2 separate regions of the Mus musculus genome follow, and region 2 is linked to region 1. Evidence: chromatin contacts called from public HiCAR-type data. All regions are on one chromosome and are shown on one strand. The core of a region is the stretch at or near the end of the contact, and the rest is flanking DNA. Distances in the headings are between cores, read along the strand shown.

Region 1 (6,165 bases), core at 1,197-3,696:
TCTGTGCATATTTGCCTATATACAGCATCTCAATTCTTTTCCTTTCCTTCCTCTCTGGTTCACAAAGAGTTAACCATTTTATCCAGAGAGGTTTCTGGCTGATTCACCAGAGAAAAGAGCAGCAGCAAGAAATCTTTTTACTTAATCTGCTATTTTATGATGAACTGCTAAACAGTTACTGGCCTCAGAGGAACTCAGACAGGCAGGTCAGCTACCACGGCAAAGTGACTTAAGGTAGAGAAATGTTTTATTATTACACAGCAATTCTAAATATCTCCTAAGACCAAGTCTTACCCCACCAATGTTCTTCCCCCTCCACTGCCTCAAGAAGAACCAAACAAGAAAGAAGACCCGCCAGGGGTTGGCCCTGGCACTAGACATTCTGGTCTCAAGTATAATAGTCTATTTGTTGTATTTAATACTCTTGTTTGAGCAACCACTTGGGAAAAGAATACTGCCTTTGTAGGTAATCTTGATTTATGTTAGTTGGGTGAAAGTTTTTGATTCTAGGTCAGAAACACACACACATACATACAACACAGCACACATCACACACACATACACACACATACATACACATACACACACACATACACACACATACACACACATACACATACATACACATACATACACTTACATACACATACATAAACACACACATACACACACATACACACACATACACACACATACACATACATACACATACATACACATACATACACACACACACACACACACACATACACACACACAAGGTACACAGGTGGTGTGTTTCTACACTCTCCTGCAGAAGTCCCCTTCTCCCTAGGCTCTGTCACAGCAAGCGCAGTGAGGCTTGCTTCTGTGGCTTGCCTCTGCATTTTCCCTCAGAAGCTCTGCTTTCCCCCACCCCTGCCCCCTCCCACCTTGCAGCAAACTTGGGGGTTCTTCCACCTCCCTGGCTGCTCTAAGTGGACTCAAGAAGCCATGGGTGCCAGCCTGAGTAAGACAAATGACAAAAACTCCTCAGCTTCAGTGGCACCTGGGCCAGCACCCTCCTAGATAACCAGGTGCAGCTGGTGCCTATCCTTGAAGAGAGGAGACTAGGGGCCCACATTTAAATCATAGAAAAGAGGTAATCAGAGGTCACAGACAGTTATGGACAACCATAAAGATAGTTCCTGATAGCCCCACAAAAGACCATCTTTAATCCCCCTCTCAGACTCGAGATTCTGCTCTATCAAATGGTATCGTGTCTGAGTTATGACTTACCTCACCTGCTTCCCCTCCCCTTCACCCTAAGCATTCAAGGAATTTCTATATAAGCGTTAAGACACCTGAGCTTGGGGTTGCACTCCGGACCTATGCTGTGGGAAGGTTTTCTATCTGAGTCAAGACTTGCAATAAAGGACTCCTATGCAAATTGCAGCAGACTTTGCAGTTCTTGAGCTCTCCTGGGTTTTCCTGAAGAATCGGGGCTTACACACACACACATTCACACACACACACACACACACACACACACACACACACACACACACACAGTTGATCCTGGGAAGAGGTGCTTTCCCTTTCCAAGTTCTCTTACTTTCCCCTATTTTTCTATCTTACTTCATATTCTGGGAACAGAGTGCAGGGAGAAGTCTGGCTGTTATGGGAGCCTTTTGATAATACAATGTGGAATAAAAGATATTTGCTCATTTTCCTTGTTATTTAGAAGGAAAACTATAAAGGACATCAAAGAGGAGTCACGAGAGTCCAGGAAAACTAAATAGTGCCTGTGCAGGGCTTATATTACAGTATGCAAAGGCACAAGGCTGTTGCCATGATGAACAGGAAATTCTTCCTCATAGAAGCAGGGTGGGGTACAGTATCAGAAGAAATCAATCTTGCTTGTAGGAATGACCATCAAGGGAGGCAAAGAATGGTAACAGGAGTGGATAGCATTGGTATTCAGGATTAGCAAAGATTTTTAGGGTAGTCTTGAGTTCTGGGAAGGAAGAGGGAAGCCAGAAGCAGCTCTGAGCAGTCTCACACAGTTTATAGTCACAATGCCTTGCTTTACATCCTCAGATGACTGCAGCCTCACAGCCTGTCTTGGGTATTCTTTCACAGCTGGGCAGTGTCTGGTGCCACATTGGCAGTGTTAGAATCATCTAGGCATTTAATTCCAGGTCCAGGAGCCAGACCTCACATCTTCATTTGAGTAATAGGGCGATGAAGCTTTATCTGGCTACCAAAGGCCCAGGAAGTTGAGGGAATTGAAGGCATGTCAACAAATGTGAGGGGCAACTGGAATTCTTAAATCCCCACAGTAGAAAATTGTCTATCACCATTAGGCCAAAGCTTTCTTCTTTGCTTGGCTGATGGAGCAAGCAGCTGTGGCTCAGGAATGCAGCAAGCCAGGGAACAAGCCAGATGGTTGGTTTCGCTTTTAAAAGCCCCAACTAACAGCATTGGCAGAGAAACTGTCTGAGACAAAATTCCTCTGGGGCTTCCTCTTCTTAGTGATGTAAGTGGGGCTGGGATCAACAGTGAGGCAAACAACTTGGGCCAGCCCAGGTGGATAGAACAGTCTGAGGGGATTTTCTGTCAGTGGCCACAACTGGCATCAGTACTCAGTAGGAGGGGCAAGACCCTTGTATGTTTGAGGTTGTTTTTTTTTTTTTTTTTTTTGAAGTCACATTGATTGGAGAAAGCCCCAGAGAGTAAATTAGTGCTTCAGCTTCTATTCACTTAATTGATTTTTTTAAGGAGGGAAGTGACCCCCCCCCTCCACCCTTCACTCTCCACTCCCACCCTCAGAAGGCAGTTTTACCTTAAGTCATGCTAAAGTGACTTAAGGAGGAATACACTTTCGCTTCTTAGAATTCCTGCCTCCAGAGCAGTCACTATAAAGTGCCATGAGATTTGTTGGATCTGTCCACTTTTCTGAAACTCAGAGAAGTCCAACTTTTCTTTGTTTTGTCTCTTCCTTACAGATGCTAGCTAGAACTCAAGGAACTTATTCTAGTACTTCACTGTTCTAGCCCTAAGGTCCCCCTTCCCCTCTGTGGCTGACCTTGGAGCCAACTTAAGTCCTGTGGTGTGGCTTTCCATTCTCCTCTCCATTTCACTCCTCTGGGCAACTGCTGTGATGCACACTTTGCCTACCCTAGGAGGTTTTTCTTTTATTCTCTAACAAAACTATCCTTATACTTTTGTTTGAGCCCATTCTTAAATTCTTTTATTAATGAGACTAAAAATCTAAAGAAAGGACCTATGTTTCTCTGGGATCACTGGTTCCACCAAGAACTAGGCACATGCCTTTTGGAACAGTTTTTTAAAAAATCTCTCTGTGTGCCATCTTGCAATTGCTGATGCTGAGGACCACTTGGCTAATGTAGACCAGGTGGGATCTGGGTGCTGTAAGATGGCTAATGCTTATTCTTCAGGAATTGGTGACAAGAGAGGAGGTAACAACTATGTTCATAGTTTGTGCTCTTTTTTTTTTCCTATTTTTAGGTGATCTGAGTGTAAAATGCCAACCACAGGGCTCATATGTCTGAACAGTTGGTCCCTGCCTGGTGGTACTGCTTTGGAAGTAGGAGATAGAGGGAGTAGGTCACTGAGACCTGCCTTGAGGGCTTGCAGACTGGCCCTGCTTCATGGCTTGATGGTGGACTCAGTGTGGCCAGCCTCCTCATGCCCTTGCCATCATGACTTCTCCATCCATGGACTGTGTCTCTTAAACTGTGAGTTCAAATAATCCCTTCTTCCTTTATGCTCTTTTCTTACTCGGGATTGGTCACAGCCATGTGAAGAAGAACTAATATATCTCTTACAAACGGACTGAAATACTGTCCAGCACTTTTAAGAACACGATAAACTTGGCTGTCTATACTTCCATGGCTGTACACTCTGATCAGCTGTTACTATGACAACACTCTCTAGAGACAGTGCAAAGATGATCCAACCTTTCCTTTAGCATCGCTGATTAAAATGGACTACATTTGTTTTTGAAAATAACCTTTAGCATCTATCAGTGTCACAGCTGCAATTTCCTGTCCAAGGTTAAAACCTTAGAAGATTCCAACCTTGCCATGCAGGTGTGTCCTTTCTTCCCATCTGTCTCCCATGTCCCCATGGTTTGTTGCTTTTCTTCAGCAGCTAACCTAGATCAGTTAAATATTTAGCTTCCAGCATCTTATTTTCCCTGAGTTAGTCTTCAGGATGTGTAGAGGCCATGTAGGCTGAGTCCTGGCTGTCCTCAAAGCAATATCTCATTAGATTCTTCTTAGGGGAAACAAAACAAAACAAAACACCAAAACACCATCACCAATAACAACAAACCCAATAAAACAAAACTACAACAAAACCAAAACACATCAAGAGAAGTGTCTAGAAGTCTGATGAGGTCCACTAAAAAGAGATTCTGCTTGGGGTGGGGGGAGATGAGGAACATGTATACCTACCACAGGGCCCCAGGACCAATGTGGTCAGCTGGAGCTCCGTGCTATCCTTCCTGAGGCTGCATCCTTTCCTGTAGGAGAGTTAGCATGGTCAAGTGGTTATAAACTACCCATACCTTTTCAGACCTTATAGACACCTGGGCTTCCTTGCTTTCAGGGCTTAGGGGCCTATTCCTTGTGTCCACCCTTCAAAGGTAAAAAACAATTGTGGTATGTACATTCCCAGGACTCCAAGTAGCCACACTGCTTGCTGCAGTTTGGAATGAAGTAGGGGGAGGGCCTGTGGACAGAGCTGGGATGTGTAAGTTAGTGTAATATATGTATATTTACACCGACCTTCCTCAGTATGTGGTAAGAAGCTAATGATAGACAGAGAATGGGTAGGATAGTGACAGAGGCTGGCTCTTGTCATGTCATTTTTTATATCAGTTGTGAACATTTTTTTTTAATATCAGTTGTGAGTGAGTTAAGAATTCTAAATTTATTCCTGATCTTCCAGATCATTTTGAAAGCTTTGTCAAGTCAGTATGAAACTTGCTTGTTAACTCATGCCCACCTAGATCTGTGGTGTGACAGATCTTTGACAACTCAGAATGCATCTTAGGCTGTTGTGGCAAGGTTCTTCCACTTCTTCAACTCACAACTGTTGTTCCATGATGAGCCTTTCCAGACCCACCATATAGATATTTCCCCCCAAGGAAGCCTTCACAATACTGCCTTGGAGAGAATCAATGGGGTGGTAGAAAACATATAAATCGTTCCTGGAGAGATGGCTTAGCAGTTTAGAGCATGTGCTGTTCTTTCAGAGGACTTACATTTGGTTCCCAGCACCCACATGACTGCTCATAATGACTTCTAACTCCAATTCTGGGAAATAGAGCATCCTCTTTGGGCATCTGTGGGCACCAGCCATCCATATGGTATATGTATATATATGCAGATGAAACAGTCTTAAGTATAAAATATAAATAAATAAATCTCTAGAAACAGAAAACAACAATTTCTAATGCAAAGAGCTAGCTACTCGTGAGCTTTGGGGATTCTTTAGAAAGAAAACCAGAGACAGTGGCAGGGAGAGCAGGCTCGTCTTCACTCTCCAGCCTAGCTACTGATGCTTTTATTCCTCTCTTTCAGCCTCTGTGAGAACGGAATTTTCTACCCATGGCTGGTCATTTCCTACAGCCACACCTGGCTCCAGCTCCTTTTTAGAAAAAAAATGGAAACAATAAAAATTAGTCTAACAACAATTAAACCAGAAGGACAAGGGACCACCATGTTCAGAAAGTCAGGTTATAGCACTATTTGAGTTAATCTGGAACTTGCTTCTGGGGCTACAGGCCTCCAGACTGTTAACCTGAGGCATTGCAATGGTCTGAAAATATGTGTGTTTCTTTCTCAATAGTTTCCAGAGTTTTAAATGATAGGGGGAGGGGAAGAGGTGAATTGAATCCAGCTGTCTGTCTCATCAGGGGGTCACTTGGGAGCAGTCTTCACAGGAAATGATTAAATTATAAACCAGTAAGATAAACTCAGAAAATATTTCTCACTAACTTTCTCCAAGCAGAGAACCCTCACCAGTGTGCAGATTTAAAAGAGTGGCGTCCTGGCAGTGTCTGCTGTACCGTAAGTGCTAAGTCCATCGAAAGAGGCCTGATGCGCTGAATCTTTGGAGAAGTTTGACTAAGGAAACACTCATCTAAAAGTGAAATCTGGACAGCAAAATGATTTC
Region 2 (7,180 bases), core at 2,026-4,525, 130 kb after region 1:
GTATTGTGGTGACCACACACACACACTGACCATAAAATTATTTTTGTTGCTACTTCATAATTGTAATTTTGCTACTGTTATGAATAATAATATAAGTATAATAACATGCAGGATGTGACCCCTGTGAAAGTTTCACTTGACTCCCAAAAGGGTCATGACTCGCAGGTTGAGAATTGTTGCTCTAGAATGTCCTGTTGTTTAACCTCCTTGTTAAACATCTGACAAACCAATCTGCTTCCATTTTGAAAGCCATCTTATAGTAAAAACAAATGAGATTCATTCTTGTTTGTGATTAAATCTTTGTTTCTTACAGACTGAGCTATGCTCTACCTGTAACCTTAGCTAAACATGACTCTTTATTGCCTGTTCTAGGAAACAGCAATGATGGCTTTGTTTCAAAATGTTATGATCAGACTACCTTGTTAGTGATACGTTCTGTAGTGTGGCACAAGATGCAACAGGAGGGGGTGCCTTAGCAGGTGCATGCTGAGGCACTCTGTCCCCCAAGGTACCAGCTATATGAAGGGTCTAGTCTAAAATGAAGTTTATTTGGGGCATGGGAAGCTGAGGTGGTGAGAAGGAAGTGGAGGTAGAGAAAGGAAGGGGACAGAGAAAGACAGAAAGAGAGAGAAGAGAGAAAGAAGGGAAGAGGCTGGCCGGGAACACATGGGGAGAGAGAGAGAGAGAGAGAGAGAGAGAGAGAGAGAGAGAGAGAGAGAGCGAGAGCGCAAACAGTCCTTTAACAGCAAGCCTGGCTGTTGCTAGGTAACTGTTGGGCGGAGCCTAGAAGAAATGCTAACAGTAAGGACCACCTTCCAAATTTGTCCTTGTTTCAGGAGGTTGTTACGATCAACTTGTTATGTGCATGTTCTGCCTTTTTAACTGGGCCTATTTGCCAGATATTGCCAAATGCCCTTCTTGGAAACCCCTACTCCTGAGCTACTAAACCTTATCTTCCTCATGTCCATTGTTGATCTCTTGAAACCTCCTTTCGGGAAAGACAGCTCCTCTTGTAAATGAAGAAAAGCTTGCTTTAACTAATGTGGCCACTATTTGGGTCAGTGGTCTTTCCCCTGTGGAATATCTGTGGAATTAACACACCCTATCCTAAAGTAGCCAATTGTTTCTCTTTCTCTTTATATCCTTTGTCTTAAGACCTTTTCCTCTTAATTGGAAAGTTTTCACCTCAGAGAAAATTGCTACACAATACACTAGGAGACCTAATTGCCTCCATAAGTTCTAGCATTATAACATGTGCTTATTGTGCCAGGTTCTCACCACTATGATAAAGTACCTGACCTGATGCAGACAATTAAAATGAAGACTGACTTTTGCTGACTGTGGTTTCAGAGGCTTCTCCTCAGTAGGCTGGGTGCAGGGTCCATTTCAACACAAAGCATTGCTTCTGCTTACCCACACCATGTGCGCGCAAACTACAGCCTTGCCTTTTTTTTTTTTTTGTATAGATGTCTAACATATTTGTGTTTTATTAAAGTTTATTAAAAAGTTAAAGTTTAAACAGTAGTAAATTCATAGTAAGCACAGGCTAATATATTGCTGAGGAACTATTTAAAACAAATTGTGTGGCCTAACTTTACAGTGCCTATGGTAGAGAACCATAAGGTCCTTCAAACTCACTTGCCATTCACTCATTGACTCAAGAGCACTTTCCACTCCAGGAAAGTTCACACATGGTAAATTCCCTCCATTCCTCCACAGATAGACTTTTAAATTTCCCTTTTTACTATATTTTAAGGTACTTTCTGTGGTTCGATATGTTCACCCCATGGCTCTCTCTCCCGTATCAAGATGGCAGCAGAAGCAGCTGGTGGGTAATAACAGAAGCACAGTCAGCTAGAGCAAAGACCCTACGGGACTCCTCATCTCGGTGACCAGGACCCTGTCTACCAGTGATGACGCTGAAGACTGAGAAAATGAGAAAGGTCGCCTTGAAGATGCCTATGAGAAGTATGACCGTGACCTAGATGAACTGGTCATTCAGCACTATACAGAATTGACAACAGCCATTGCTACTTCCAGAACTGCTGGAACTGTTGTTTGCTAAGTTTAACGCTGTAGCCACTGCAAACTCTGTGGTCCTTCAGGACTCTGTTGGGACCCAGCTAACACAGCAGGAAGAGATCAAATTATATGACATGGCCGAAGTGTGGGTGAAGATCCAGGACGTGCTACAGATGCTGTTGACTGAATACTTGGATATGAAGAACACACGTACCGCCTCAGGACCATTAGCTCATCTAAGCTTTGCTAGTACTAGAGGAAAGTTCGCAGCCTTTTTTTTTTTTTTTTTTTTTTTTTTTTTGCCAAGAAGAAACCACAAAGGCCAAAGAATTCTCTTTTCAAGTTTGAATCATCCTCCCATGTTATCAGTATGAGCTATCTCCAAGAAGAGAGAAGAGAGCTCTACAATCGGAGTGGAGAACTTCAAGGTGGTCCTGATGACAACTTAATTGAAGGTGGAGGAACAAAATTTGTCTGCAAACCAGGAGCCAGAAATATTACCGTCACATTCCATCCATTGCTGAGACTTATTCAAGAGATTGAGTCTGCCAAACAGTGTCCTTTTCGAGAGTTTCTCACCATGTATATCAAGAATATCTTCCTTAATCAGGTCTTGGCTGAGATCAACAAGGAGACTGAAGGCATCACCAAAAACTCAGCCCTCTTGAAGATCCTAGCTAATGCAGACACCATGAAGGTTCTGGGAGTGCCGAGGCCTCTTCTACAGAGCACAATCATCGTGGAGAAGACAGTTATGACCTTATGAACCTGATGCATGACTTGAGTGTGTATTCAGATCAGTTTCTCAACATGATGTGTGTGTGTGAAGCTCTAGGAATACAAGGGCATGCGCTCCATAGCCAGCAGGGTCATTGTCTAGTCCAAAGAGAAATTTGTCATCAGTGTATCTTGGGCAAAAGATGATGGTATCAGCAGACTCTTGAAATCGCTGCCAAACTGGACTAACATGGTTCAGCCCAAACAGCTAAGGCCTGCGAGGGAGGAGGAAGAAGACTTCATAAGGGCAGCCTTTGGCAAGGAGTCTGAAGTCCTGATTGGAAACCCTTGTGACAAACTCATTCCTCCACAAGATATTCTCTGTGATGTCAGTGACCTCAAAGCCTTGGCTAACATGCACAAAAGCCTGGAATGGCTGGCGGGCTGAACAAAGTCAGCTTTCTCCATCCTTTCTACATCCCAGATGCTTTCCCCTGCTCAAGAGAGCCATGTGAACATTGACCTTGCCCCAGTCTCTGAACAGATCATGCAGACACTGAGTGAGTTTGCCAAGTCCTTCCAGGATATGGCTGACCACTGCTTGCTTGTCTTGATCTGGAAGTGAGAGTTCATTGTTTCCACTATCTCATCCCTCTGGCTGGAAGATAGCAGTTCTTTATCCCAACCCTGGGACAGACTGCACCCGCTATAGCAGGATTGTTTGCAGGCTGCTCGTTGGTTTTACAGCCTTCTTGTTTTATTCCTTCTGCATTAAAACTAGTTAAGAGCACTGGCTGTCCTTCCAAAGGACTAGGGTTCAATTCTCAACACCCTCACATAGAGGCTCATAACTCTGTAACTTCCACTCCATCTGACCTGAAGCATGCACATGGTGCACAGACATACATGCAGGCAAAAATACTCATACATACAAAGTAAAAAATAAATCATCATAAAACTATTGGTAGAAATAGTAGGGAGAAAGGTGACTCACTGTTGGAGAACTTCCTTCTCACACACCATTGTAAGGGACATCCTCTGTTCCCATGCACACTGTCTTAGTGACGTGGCTTGTTGCTGTGACAAAATACTCCTCAACCCAAGCACCTCAAGAAAGGAAGGTTTATTTGGCTAACCTCACAAGGTACAGCCCATCAGAGCAGGGAGGGTGACAGCAGGAGCCTGAGGCAGTGGTCACACTGAATTGGAACTCAAGAAGCATGGAGCTCCTGGGCAGTGGTGGTGCACACCTTTAATCCCAGCACTTGGGATGCAGAGGCAGGTGGATTTCTGAGTTCGAGGCCAGCCTAGTCTACAGAGTGAGTTCCAGGACAGCCAGGGCTACACAGAGAAACCCTGTCTCGAAAAAAAGAAAGAAAGAAAGAAAGAAAGAAAGAAAGAAAGAAAGAAAGAAAGAAAGAAAGAAAGAAAGAAAGAAAGGAGGGAGAGAAGGAGGGAGGGAGGGAGGGAGGGAGGGAGGAAGGAAGGAAAGAAAGAAAGAAAGAAAGAAAGAAAGAAAGAAAGAAAGAAAGAAAGAAAGAAAGAAAGAAAGAAAGAAAGGAAGGAAGGAAGGAAAAGGAAGCATGGATGCTATGTCTAGCCAGCTTCCCCCTTTTTGTGCGGTTCAGGGACTCAGCCCACTGAGTGGCTCCCCCACAGTCAGAGTGGGCCTTCCAACCTCAGTTAATAAAACTCAAATAATTCCACACAAGCAAGGCCTACCTTACTTGGTTGCTGTTGCTGTGATAAAACACTGACCAAAACCAACAGACACACACACACACACACACACACACACACACACACACACATACACACACACACCAGGTACACAGACACACAAAAATAAAAATAATTTTTAAAAAATGTTGAAAGAAAATATGCTTACCATACACAAATATTTTCCATCGTGTTTCAATATTGCCTATAGTATTCTGTACAGTAGCTGGCTAGGAAGACTGGAAGCCCAGGAGCAGTGGGCTATAACATATAGACTTGGCGTGAAGGACTAGGCTGCATCATCTAAACAGCTCCTTCACTAACATGCTGTGAGACGTAAAACCATGCCAGGAAGTTTGGTAAGGTAGAGCTTGGTGAGACCTGGAGACTCTGTGGGCACACACCTGAGACTTAGGCGACTCCAGCTCCCTGCCAGACTCCTGACTTGGAATATATATCATGTTCCTCATATAAAAGAAATGTGTCCTATGGTCACATAGGCCCAAAACAGAGTTCTACGTGCTAATGAGGTACCTAGAAGCCCAGAGGGCTTAGCCAATAAGCTTCCCTTTCCAGACATTCCTCCCTGCAAAAGGTATTTAATTTCAGGTCTACCCTGAGAAGTAGGTATGGAACATTATTCATCCATTTCCAACCATGAAACAACCAATAAACTGTTTAGAACCATGGACTGTTGCTTTCATCAAGATCCGCTGTGGGGAGCCATGGATTCATTCGACTACAGAGCCACAACTTAACAAGACTAAACCTGTCTCCACCAAGGTAAGGACAATCCCTGCTGGGACAAGTTCTCTGCTCTTTCAGGACTCCTAGCAGTGCTTGGATGTCCAAGAGTCTGAGAAATCCATGGTTCGGGCCTCATCACAGGCCCGGAAACCCCGGAATCAGCTCTGGCTTTCCCACATCTCAGACTGTGCTTTCCCACCCCTGGACCGACAACACAAGACTGTAGTATGCCAGTACTTAAAGAAGACAAGAAGCTTTATTCAGCCTGAGTTCTCTGTATGTAAGATCAAATCCAAGGACATCTAATTGCACCTCCCCCATCATCAGAAATTCTTTCTATTGCGGATTTGCCATGTGCCCCCTCAGAAAAAGATGGAACCCTAGTCAGGCCCAACAAACATAGTTGCTAACACCACCTCCTCCCTCCACCAGCTGTAGATGATCTCCTGGTTTTCTTTGGGAAGTAGCCCTCTTGGAAGATGGGTTCCTACTTTTGAACCACAATGGGAAGATCCCTGTGAAAGAAATATTTCTTTCTTTAGAGAATGTTTCTCTACAAGGGATTAGGTTGGAAGCATTCGGTAGTGGATTCAAGGATCATTTTAAATTGGGCCCACATGTTTCCTTTGTAACAGAGGGCAATATGGTTGTGGTGGCCTACAACCAGAAAAGTATTTCATTGCTACTTCATAACTATAATTTTGCTACTGTCATGAATCACAATGTAATATCTGATAGGATATCTGACACGTGACCCCTGTGAAAGGGTTGTTTGATCACCCAGAGGGTTATGATCCACAGGTTGAGAACCATTAGGCTACACCATACACAGGCTCTCAAATCGTATGAACACCTTTATGTTCAGGACATTACTTCTTTTTCCTGTTCTCACAAATCCTGTTACAGAAAAAGTGCAGCACAGTTCTTTGTGAATAGGTTTCTCTGGGATTGATAGCTATGAGTCATCTTGGCAGTGAGTATGAATATTGGTTAGACGTTATTACAGGTACGTCTTGTGAGGGTGCTTGAGCATGAGACCAGTGTTTGAACTATGGAGCAGGGTAAAGAAAAGCTGCCCTCTGAAGTGCCTGGTATGACTGATCAGGTGAGGTGAGGCCCAACAGATAGGGAAAGCTGATTGGCTATGGATTGAGGAGACCTTCTCCTGGCAGTCATTTTGACCTTCCATGGTTGGCCAAAGTGCAAAATGAAGCATTGGCTCATTTGGTTCTCCAGCCTGCTACCTGAAGATTCTAGAATTCCTCAGCTTTCACAACTCTTATTCTCTCTCAGTCTCTCCACCCTCTTTCTCTCTATTACTTAGAAATTACATTGCTTCTATTTTATGAAATGTCATGATAATGCCTAAATAAATAAAATTTAACACATTAAAATTTAATGTGTTTTAAAATATATTTTGATATTTGTTCAATTTTTGTCAATATATTTTGACAATAGTTGGGAGGAAAAGATTCCATACTTTCCTGCAGAATGTCTAGTCTTGTTTTCTTATTAGTTTTGTTTTAATTATGTATATGTGCTGGGAGGAATATGTATACGTGTGGCAGCAGTCCTCTGAGGGCAAAAGAGGCATCAAGTATCTTGGATCTTGAGTTACAGGTAGTTGTGAGCTTTCATGTGAATATAAGACCCAAACTCAGGTTCTCCAGAACAACACCCAGCACTTGTCACCTCTGACCTATCACTCCACTCCCAGCCATGTTTTATGGAAGACAGTAAAGTACACATTGAGGTAACAGTATATCAACAGCTTGTAACACAGGGTACACCCAAACACGTATGCGAGCTTAAGGGGAGCAATTAGACTATCTTTTGATTTCTAGGAATAAAGAAAAAATGAGAGCCATCTACAGTAGGGATCCAAGTCATTTTATGATAGTTGCCACCTTATTAAAATGTCGCTTAATTTCTGTAACAACCTAACTGGAAGAAGTGTGTGAAATTGTGATTCGTG

What was found. HiCAR-type assays count read pairs that join an accessible place to other places.
Region 2: a HiCAR-type map of fibro-adipogenic progenitors shows a contact between it and region 1, with 2.7 times the contacts expected there. The contact joins two enhancer-like sites. A contact is called at or near these places in 4 of 484 Hi-C or Micro-C datasets (bone marrow-derived macrophages, growing oocytes and uterus), 1 of 115 datasets of contacts at active chromatin or transcription factors (fibro-adipogenic progenitors) and 1 of 9 other capture datasets (embryonic stem cells).

The regions. Positions count from the first base shown.
Region 1 is chr1:161,461,480-161,467,644 of GRCm38.p6, forward strand. No RefSeq gene overlaps it. Among named protein-coding and RNA genes, the nearest start is that of Tnfsf18, 30 kb to the right of the region's middle. Within about 2 kb of position 2,447, at least 58 of the 459 cell types and tissues checked have an H3K27ac peak or open chromatin away from gene starts, as enhancers often do. A contact at or near this core is called in fibro-adipogenic progenitors, where this site is marked.
Region 2 is chr1:161,595,081-161,602,260 of GRCm38.p6, forward strand. It overlaps the pseudogene Gm5704. Among named protein-coding and RNA genes, the nearest start is that of Gm31815, 7.2 kb to the left of the region's middle. Within about 2 kb of position 3,276, at least 9 of the 459 cell types and tissues checked have an H3K27ac peak or open chromatin away from gene starts, as enhancers often do. A contact at or near this core is called in fibro-adipogenic progenitors, where this site is marked.